Regions from separate parts of the Lactuca sativa genome. Here region 2 is linked to region 1. The links are chromatin contacts, called in public Hi-C maps. All regions are on one chromosome and are shown on one strand. The core of a region is the stretch at or near the end of the contact, and the rest is flanking DNA. Distances in the headings are between cores, read along the strand shown. Region 1 holds the start of LOC111905506 (zinc finger CCCH domain-containing protein 65). Region 2 holds the start of LOC111905512 (putative transcription factor bHLH041).

Region 1 (5,191 bases), core at 1,752-4,251:
TTTAACTGGATTCTTGACTGCAAACATAATTCAATAAATTTTTTAACTATCTTCATTAAACAAGAAAAAACATTTTTACCACCTAAAATTCAAAATTTTAAATTATTTCAACCACTATAAATTAAACTACACTCTCAACATTACATACACACAAAATATCATTACTTCTTTTACAAATGGTGTTGTAGGTTTTAAGTAAGTTTTTAGGTAGTAAGTCTAGTTTTAATTCTTTTTAATCGTATTTTATGTTTTAAATTATTATAATATTTTTTTTTATTAATATTAAGTGTTTGTCTTTAAAAGGGTATAATTTATACATTATTAAATGTTTGTGTATTAAAAAAATATAATTTATTTAAATATGAAAAAAACCATATAATAAATTTAAATTTAAAAAAGAAAATATTAAATTAAAAAGTATACTTTATTTAAATTTGAAAAAAAAAATCATATAATTTATTTAAATTTGAAAAAAAAAATAGAGAGCTAGGAGTGCTACCACTCCCTATAAAATATTAAGAATAAAGTGTTAGCGAGGTGACAAACAAAAAATGACATGTCAGTCAAAAAAATGATGTGATAAGGTGCTAGAAGTATTACTATTCTCTCTAGTCTGATAGGTAAAAATTAGAAGTGTGATGTCTAAATGAGTTCGAGTAGACACTATCTAATTGTCTATAGTTTGTGGCGCATTGTTTGACCAACTTTAGATGACCAACTTCTTTAAGAAGTCAAACTCGCCCACTTATGAGTTATTTTGGTCCATGGCTTACAAAAAAAAAAGTCACGAGGGGATTTGTGGGATTTATTTGTCAATATTCAAAGAGATATTTATTATGAAGCATGAAATCATCACTATTTAGAGTATAGTTGTTGGGTTAATCGATATGTTCATGGATCACGTGGGTAACTGGTCAATGGGTACTAAATGGTCCATGTGTAAAAGGGTCTTTTTAACCTTCTTGTTGGACGTGAGATTGTTGGAGTCTTTTGCTACAAGTTTAACTTGAGATAGACTTTGTATTTTTGTTGACCGAATTATCAGGAAAGGTGAACATGGAGCTAAAACGGAGGAGGACGTGGTCATATGCAACATGTGTTTTCTTGGTTGTTTTAATTATAAATAGGAGTAATATTAGTTTATTTGAATTGGAACTCTCATTTTTAATATAATAGTTTTAACAGTAGAGTTACATAATTGTTCTTTTTCTTTGCAAATTACATACACATACGTGAGTGTGTGTTGTGTGAGTGTGGAGTGTAGGACGTGAACCAACAATAACTCTAATTTTTTTATTCCAATTTGTTCTTAAATGTTAGAATCTAGGTTTCACATATTAATCAAAATACTTGGATAAATCAAGCATCGTTTATTCCAAAATTCGTGATTTCAGACCTTAATGCCTAGGTGTATCATGAAATCCGATTTTTGATAATCCAAGAAAGAACAAATCTAGATTTCAAGCAGAATATAAGATTCGTACCAAGTGTGATGCCCCTTTGAACCCCATCAGGCGCGCTACCCCTAGACCCCCTGTTCCCGAGTCCTAATCAGGTATCCAAGTGTGTAGTCTACACCTTCTACGTTGAAAACTTGAAATATACAAAGTTCTGACAAGGTACCACAACAACCGCCGCTACCAAACACCACCTTGCTACCTAATCCAACCAGATTTGTTCCACCATGTGGTGCACAAAAGGTGTTAATGGAAATGCTTCAATGAAATTTGTTAAATTATTAGGATGTGAAAGTGTATTTTTTATGTATTAAGTTGTGAGTGTGTATATTTAATTTTGTATTAAATTGTGAATTTTATATAAGTTTTTATAATTATTGAGAATGGTTTATTTTATCTCATGAATATTGTGTAATAATTTGTGAATGATTATTTGATCTCAAGAATGTTGTGTAATAATGTGTGAATGTATTGTATTAACTTGTGGATTTTATTTATTAAATAGTGAATGAATTTTAATATTAAGTTGTGACTATATTGTATTAAGTTGGAATTTTGTATGAATTTTATGTTAAAATATAAATGATTCTATTAAATTGTAAATGAGTGTATGAATGAAAATACCATACTATAAAAATGACGATTTTGTCATTTTCTTACCTGAAAAAACAAAAGGAAAAAGATTTTAACACATCTAATAATTATTTATATTTAAATAACTATGAAATATAGGTTCCTAGCGTTTCTAATGTGAATATTAACGTTTGATGATTAATATATTTATTAGAATGTTTTTATTCTATTATAAGTTTTGTGTATGTGCATTATTATAGTAAATTTCAATATTAGTTTTAACGTGTAATTATTAATTTATTCATTATTGAATATTAACATTAAGTTGTGAATACAAAATTCATTACAGAATAATTTAGTACATAAATACATACCCTTGCATATATTTGTCTTTTGGATCGATCCGACCGGTTGAACCATGAAACCAATAAATTGACTAGTACAATAGCCGTCACAATACATTTATTGGTAGATTAGAAGTATTAAAAGTATGGGGAAAAAAATTCAAATGACCAAAAAATGAGGTGGAGTTGAAAAATATAACAAAGAAAATTGGATATTCATAGAATGATCAATGTTTCCGCAGAGACGGGCTCTGCAGAACAACAACTTCCCCTCTGATGAATTAGATATTTGTGCAAAAAGATAAAAACTAACATCTGACGGGACGGTTCCGCAAAACAGGTCTCTGCAGAAATCGTACGTCTTCTGAGGAAATGTTAATGTTATGCAGAAATGGCAAATGAATAAGAATTCTTTACCTCTGACATTTCCGCAGAGCAGATCACTTCCTCACAGCATAAACGATTTCCGCAAAGTCTGTCTCTTCGAAAACCTTGATCATTTTATAAAAATCCGATTTTCTTAATCATATTTTTCAATGACACCTCATTTTTTTTATTATTCGACAAAATTTCCTATAAAAATACGATTAACCACAAAAGCTGACTAGTTCCATTAGTTTTAAAGAGAAGGGATAAAACTGAAATTTTAGAAATTTCGCGGGCGAGGAGGCGGCGTTTTTATAGATCCTGCTTCAGAACTCACTGCGACGGTGACAATGCAGCCAATGGAAAGGTCAGAAATCGGAACCCTAGAAAAAATTCCGATTTGGCCAACGAACCCCTCAACGGTTAACCGCCGAAGAAGGCCGCTCAGGAGCCGGACTGTCGATACACTTCTTCATATCCTGTCCGTTTGCTATGCCGATTCTTCTCATATCACTCAAAATTCAGGTATATACTTGTATTTGTGTGCGTGAATAGATTCTTTCTGTAATGTCAATGAGCCTTTTTAACATAAATAGTACCAGTCTGGATTTCTAGGGTTTTCTTTGTGTAGAGGTTCAGGGGAGGGTTTAAGCCCGTGGCGACCTGTAAGTGTAACTGTAATTGCAAATAGGTGTAGTGTAAAAGAGGCTGTGTCAATGACCTTCTTTTCATGGAAACTACCTTCAATTTCATGATCATTGGGGCGCCGGAGCTTAGGGAGGGTTAGCAGGTTGCGCCCCCTCTGGTATTTCGCCCCCAAAAAGATTTATGATCAATTTGTTGAAGTTTTCCTGGTGGAGGGAATGTACCCCTGTTACTGATCATATGTAACTGATGTGGAACAAAGCAAATGGAGATACTTTGAGTCAAAATTACATTACTTGTAGGATTTCAATTGGCCCATAGAAAGAATCTTTAAATCTACCTGTCTGAAAAGAATCTTGGATTCATTGGTGATAATCATATGTAATTTGATCATGTGCCTAGGGTGGATTGCATACATTGAAAAACTTTTGCACTGTTTTGTAGTCTGTAAAATAAATCAAAAACCAGAAATTTGTAAACTTAGTCAAAAGTCTTAAATTTGTCATTGAAGTGCAATGGTTAATGAAAGCTAATCTCTTGTTATTCTGACCTAATTTTTTCATGTAGATAAGGATGACACTCATATAGAATCAGTCACAAAAGATGATGTTCTCTTCACTTGCACAAATATCACAACTAATGATTCAGAACATCAAGAAGAAACAAATGTAGATGAAACCAGAGTGATTTTAGGTACCCAAGAAGAAAGTTTATGTAATACTAATTTACTTGTGGAACCCATTGAACAAGATCATAACATATCAGAAGAAAGTTTGGATCTTTCTTCTCTTCATTTAGACACAAATAAAGATGTTGAAGAAGGAGAAATTTCAGGAGAGTTTACAAATTTGGTCCCTGAAGATAATGATGTGGAATCTGTGGACAAAACAGGGTCAGAAGAACATGAAGATTTCACTGGTATCAATTCAGGATTTGAGAAAAATAACAGTTTGACTTTGACCCCCTTATCTATTAACAAAGCTGATGATATTGGTAAAGATACGACAGTTGTAATAAGTAAAACCAAAAGAAATTTGGTGGATTATTCTGAAATAGCTCTTCATGGAAAATCCACAGTGTCTGCAAATAACTTAATAAATAATGCAACCAAGAATCAAGATTTTGGATTCCCAATTAAGGTTTGGATTTGTTTAATCACTTTACTTTATTTTCTATTCTTTTTTACTCAAGAACAAGCAGAAAAAAGTTATTATCATATTTTTTTTTCCCAATGTATGACAGGATAAGTGTGCCCAAAATAATAAAAAGAGACAGAGATCTTGCACTGATGAAAAAAGAACAAACAAAAAGGCAAAAAAGTCTGTTGACCAGTCAACATTTCCGGAAGGTTTAACAAAAACTGGTGAAAACCCTGAGGATGCTTCTGCAAACAAGGTACTAACTTTCTTAACAAAAGATAATCTTTTAGTAAAATATGTATTGACTTTCATTAAAAAATATCATCTTTTCAGTTCTCATAAGTTTTTGAATCATCACATCTCTTTTTTTTTTATGTTCTTATTTACAATTGGTTATTGTTGGCTTAGTAGATGATGTTTTCTTTTATAACAACAGGATGCTGATACTAAGAAGAAAGAGAAGCGGGTTTTGACTGCAGAAAGAAAAGCAAAGAAAAAGGTTACCTTTTATTTACTTTGATGATCTTTGTTAAAATAGTATTTACAATATACAAAATGAACTTAATCAAATAGTAAGGAAAAAAGTATAATTACTGTAGTTAACATAGGAAACAATAGAATCATTAATGTTAAACCAACAATAAATATATCCAGTTATGATAGGTTG
Region 2 (5,535 bases), core at 1,808-4,307, 270 kb before region 1:
ACTAATTTAGTAAGGGTATTTATATTTGATGTTGTAAATGTACTCTTTGATGATGTATTGTATTTCATTGATTCTTTCCCTTAGACAGTGTCTTAGTCTTGGAATTGATAAGGGTAGATAGAATAGATCTTCCATTGATGGATCTTTGGTTATGCAATGATTGTTGATGAGTGAATTTTTGAACAAATATTCGTTTGTGTAGTTGCATTCGGGTTCAAATTCGATAGGTACCAGGACATTGGCGAACGAGTCGGATATCTGACGGGGATAAGAAGAAATCTTGACACTCTTGTTCATTTTGATGTACTTCTCTTTGAAGATTTGTAACATTCGGACTCCCAGGTATATTATTTATTTATATATTTATTTTTATGATCTATTGAGAAACTCGACGAGTTGGTGCATCAACTCGTCAAGTAGAGACGAATTGACCATGTGGGTCTAATAACCAACTCGTCGAGTTGGCACTGTGAGATGAAACCCTGAATCTCAGGGGTTGGGGCCTATTTAAAGGAACTTATGTCCTCATTTCCGCCTCACCAGCTACGCAACTCCCCTGTGTGAAACCCTAATCGTCCATTGAGCTAAGAGAGAGTGATAGAGCTAATATTTGAGTATTTTGGTGATTCTTTTGGAAGGGAAGAAGTGAGTTACAAGCAAGGAACAAGGAAAAGCTGTGGGATCCAGTATTCTTTCACTTGGAGTTTATGTTCGAAGGTAGAAGCCATCACCTTGCTCATCATGTTGTTTAGATCTTGTTAATGAGGAACTTTTGGGGCTTTTTTCCATATTTCCTTGAGATTTGGTATGACTTGTGCTTGCCAAGCATTGAGACATCAGATCTGGACCTTGTGAGGTCCATAGAGGCTAAACGTTCCAGCTTTATCCAGTAAAAAAAGAGTTATTGTGCTTAAACACTTTAGTTAGAGCTTGTAGTAGCATTATGGAGCAAATATGCCATGCATGAATGTAAAGATCAAAGATTTACATGCCATTCGAACCTTTGGAGTGGTAGATCTGGTTTAAAACGGCCGAATGAGATTTTGACTTTAGGGACTCGACGAGCCGGCTAGGGTTTTCCCCGACGAGTCTGGACAAGGGTGACTCGGCGAATTGATGAGACAACTTAACAAGTTAAGTTGGGTTTTCGCAACGTTCTGAGGAACAATGTGGACTTGGCGAGTCACATAGGTGCACTCGGCGAGTTGGCTCAACATGGACTATTGACTCGAGTTTGACTTCTGTTAACTTTAGGGTTTGGTCAATCATGAGTCATGGTGACCATGGAGGGGTAAAATGGTCTTTTTTTCCCAATCCAAGAGTTAGAAAGGGTAAATAACTTAGTTTATTTATAATTTGTGATTAAGGTGTTAATTAGAAATAATTATCATATGTGATTAGGCAGAGGCTATATTCGGTGATTCGTGTTTGAGGAGTACACATTTTCTTAGTCTACTTACGAGGTGATTCTTTTCACTATACTTACCAAGAGTGGTATCTTTGTGCGACTGGAGGGTCCTATGTGTTTACTTGAGTTATATGATAGTATGCATTTTGTTTGTGTGATATGTATGCTATATTTTGTGCTTACTGAGATAGGACCGGAGGGTCCAAACCGAGTTGTAGGACCGGAAGGTCTTCACTGAGATACTGGCCTGGAGGGCCCAAACCGAGCTGTAAGTCCGGAGGGTCCTCACTGAGACACATGACCAGAGGGTCCACACCGAGACGCATGAGACCGGAGGTTCCATGTCGAGTTATAGCTATGAGAGGCTTATTATTTGTGTATGTGATATTTTGGGGAACTCACTAAGCTTCGTGCTTACCGTGTTATGTGTTAAGTGTTTCAGATACCTCTCAGGACCGCGAGAACGCATCGACATGATCGTATACACCTGTCCGAGACAATGTTGAGGATTTTTGGATTTGACTTTTATTGTGGATTTATGTTGACTTTTGAGACAGTTTTGGTTTTTGTGAAATATTATAAAAGTTTGTGTTTTAAAAACGAGAATTTTGGTTTGAAAATTTACGGTGTAACAAGATTTCTCGATTATGCAAGAAATTTTCATATTCAAAGATTCTTCTTGGATTTTTTATCACAAGTTATCGTGATCTAAATCAAAATTGAAGCCGAAAAAAAAATAGTTTAAAAGTTATCAAAAAGACTTTTGTTAATGGCGGGGAGATAAAATTGAGACTAGATTAGGGTTGATTTTTGGTTGCGGTTTTCAATTATGAGTTTTGGGAGAAACTCTATTAAGGTTTTGAAGGAAATAAAGATGAGTTGCGACCAAGATGAGAGGTGGAGAGTTTAGATGTTGATGAAATGTAGATGAGAATGAAGAGAGTTGTGGTGAGTGCTAAGAAGAACAAGCTTCTAAGTGCATCGGAGACTTCTTGGCCGAAGAGTGACTACCGTAAGAAAAATGAAATTTCCATTGAGCGTAAAGCAATCGAAGAAATGAATTCCCAGTAGTAACAGTATATCGTGGAAGATGGTATGGACATTTAGTTGCTAACAAGGTAGCTACATTAGCTTTGATTTCTTAAGTGACATGTTAGACGTGTTTAATAAGTAAGGGTGACATCCATTTTATATTCTGAAAAGGAAAAAAATAACCTTAGGGATTGTAAAAAGCCCAAATTTCTCTTGGTCTTTATTCCCTTTCATAAAATTATGTTTTACCAAGAATTACTCTTTTACCTACATCATATATATATATATATATATATATATATATATATATATATATATATATATATATATATATATATATATATATATATATATATATATATATATATATATATATATATATATATATATATATATATAACCTCTTTGAGAAGTATGTATTCTTCATAAAAGACTTTCTCCACCAACCAAATTCTTATGAACCACATATACACATCAAAAATAAAAAAGAAATTTGAAAAATAAAAGAAACTGTGTGAAAGAGACCTTGGTTTATATTAAATAAGAAATTAAAATAAAATAATATAATTATATATACCATCTTAATTCATCTTCCGCTTCATCTTTTCATCTTCCACACACACTTTTTGCAATCATCTCTCTCAAGTGTGCGTAAGGATTTGCCAAGTCAATAGATGATTAATTTATTGCGTTCACATGATGGACCATCGAAGAAGAAGCCCTCCAAGAAACTCCATGGATGAACTCCCATGACAAAATCACCACTGTTCAACTTCCGCACCATCTGCAGATCCTTCTAATTTCATCTTTTATATATATGTATGTACATACATGCACATGTATGTATATATATGCATCAAACCCTAGTTAGGTTTCTGTAAATAAGCTTCTTCGAAAATGGACTCCATTTTCAATCTTGAAGAAACTGAAAGATCCAGTAGGCTTCGACAAATCATGGAAACGTTTGGTTTCACTTACGTCTGCCTCTGGTCTCACTTTCCCAATCCTTCCAAGTACATCTCTCATGCTAACTCGATTGTTTTTGTATTCGTACATACACACATACATACACAAAATACAAATGTTAGTATGGATGTATGTAGTATGTATGTATGTCTGTATGCTGTAAGCATTTCTCTGTTCTGATAGCCATGCAAAAATCGCAGTTGTCTGATCTTCATTGACGGAACTTACAAAGAAGAAAACAAGCAAGAAAGCTCATCATCTGGGAGTCTAGCCATGAGGTCATTTATTGACTACCAGAAGTCAATTTTCTTGATTGACGATTACAGTGGGTAAGAACAAGAAAAAATGATTTTTCTTTCCTATAATGAGTGCTATTTGAACTTAATTATATGTTTTCTGACGATGGGTTAATTAATTTATTTCTTTGTGTATATAGAGGCGTTCCAGGGTTCGCATTCATGCACAATCTACCATACATGGAGCGGAAAGGGTTGGAGCTTTTAAGATTGGCATCGAATCCAGCACAATTACAATTTTATGAAGTAATTATACTTTAAACTGATTAAGTTTTTATCATCTTGATGGGAATTAATTTATCTTGATGCATGCATTGAAGATTTGAAGCCAGCTAATCTGTGTATCCCTACTTTTACTTGCAGGAAGCTAGGATTAAGGTATGTCAAGTGTGTATTTTAAGCTCAATATTCGTTCCATTTAGCTCCTTTCCCCGCACTTTCTTTTAGGATACAAAATGCTGGTTGTTCTCCATCAAGATCTCGATGGAAACGAAAATGGATAAAAGCCGATAAATCTATTTTTAGTATTTGACTTCTTGATCACACTGCATGCATACACATATATACACTCATGATGACAAACTTCCATTGCAGACTGCAATTTTTATGGGGTGCAAGAATGGTGAAATCGAGCTTGGCATGTCCAATGGGTCCTCCCTGCAGGTCAGATACTAATTTCTTAGACTAATGGTTCTCATCTTCAATGGCATGCACCCTCGAACAAAAAGAATGACTTATTATTCCCATTTTTATCTATATATTTATTTAACTCTGCGTGTTTTTAATGTAGACTAACTTCGAAATTGTGCTGAAGAATCTGTTTCCTGGCGATTTCCCTCAAGAATTGCTTCCCCAACCAGTTGTTCAAGCTCGACCTTCATCTTCTTCTTCATCTCTTAGATCATTATCCATGGACAATAGCACCGAGCACTCACCTTTTGTCTTCAACATGCTTCAAACAAGTTCTTATATGCCGGAAATATATCCTATTGAAGAAGCATCTTTGGATCGACAAACACCAAATCAAACACCATCTTCTTCAGCAATGAGATCAGAAGACCCTCTTCAACATGCCCTATATCAAATTAGAACCAATAAGTTGATACCTTATAGAGAACATGAAGAATCTGTAATGACACAAGCAATTCTTGCAGCCATTTCGTCTTCTTCTTCTCCATCTTGTTCTTCCTCTTACCATCTTCAAGCCCCTCGAGTTGCTACTGCATTTAAGAGATATCGATCGTGTTTAGGGTGTACAAAACAACGAGTTCAAAGTCGCCAGAATCTTAATAGAAGATCGCTTTCATTCTTTCGAAATCTAAGTGAGGCTCGAGCTCAACAAAGTCAAATGATCCAAACAACCCGACCTACAAGCAATCAACTTCATCACATGATAGCAGAGCGTAAAAGAAGAGAGAAAATCAATGAAAGCCTCGAAGCTTTGAAATCACTACTCCCTCCGGGGTCGAAGGTATTATATCATTGATCATCATCTTGTACCGCATCATATTCATTTCTTTGCCCATCAAATTAGCACAACACACAATCATACATTCATTTCATATCATGTCAAAAGTTAGGGCATCCACAATGGATTGAACTCTATAGAGTTCAATGGAGTGTCACATCATCATTCATTATTCCATACAATTCTATTCATTTTTATCAAAAATGCATTAAACTCTACAAGTTCTATGAAACATATTAAAAGAATATTTATTTAAAAATTTAAATATTTTTCCTTTTTCCCATTGAAGAGTTCAATGGTCATTGAACTCCAAATCCAATGAATGTCAAGGTGAGATTTCACAATGATGAAGTTGTATCCATTGA

What was found. Hi-C and Micro-C count contacts between places; a contact is called where the count stands out from the background.
Region 2: a Hi-C map of leaf shows a contact between it and region 1, with 4 times the contacts expected there. The contact joins the promoter of LOC111905512 here to the promoter of LOC111905506 in region 1. A contact is called at or near these places in 3 of 4 Hi-C or Micro-C datasets (leaf and seed).

The regions. Positions count from the first base shown.
Region 1 is chr7:51,992,599-51,997,789 of Lsat_Salinas_v11, reverse strand. It overlaps LOC111905506 (zinc finger CCCH domain-containing protein 65), which reads left to right and starts at 3,001. Exons shown (of 8, transcript XM_023901190.3): 1 at 3,001-3,265; 2 at 3,953-4,524; 3 at 4,628-4,780; 4 at 4,961-5,023. The coding sequence starts at 3,091.
Region 2 is chr7:52,258,629-52,264,163 of Lsat_Salinas_v11, reverse strand. LOC111905512 (putative transcription factor bHLH041) reads left to right here and starts at 3,057. Exons shown (of 7, transcript XM_052765573.1): 1 at 3,057-3,453; 2 at 3,607-3,735; 3 at 3,843-3,948; 4 at 4,297-4,365; 5 at 4,493-5,173. The coding sequence starts at 3,338.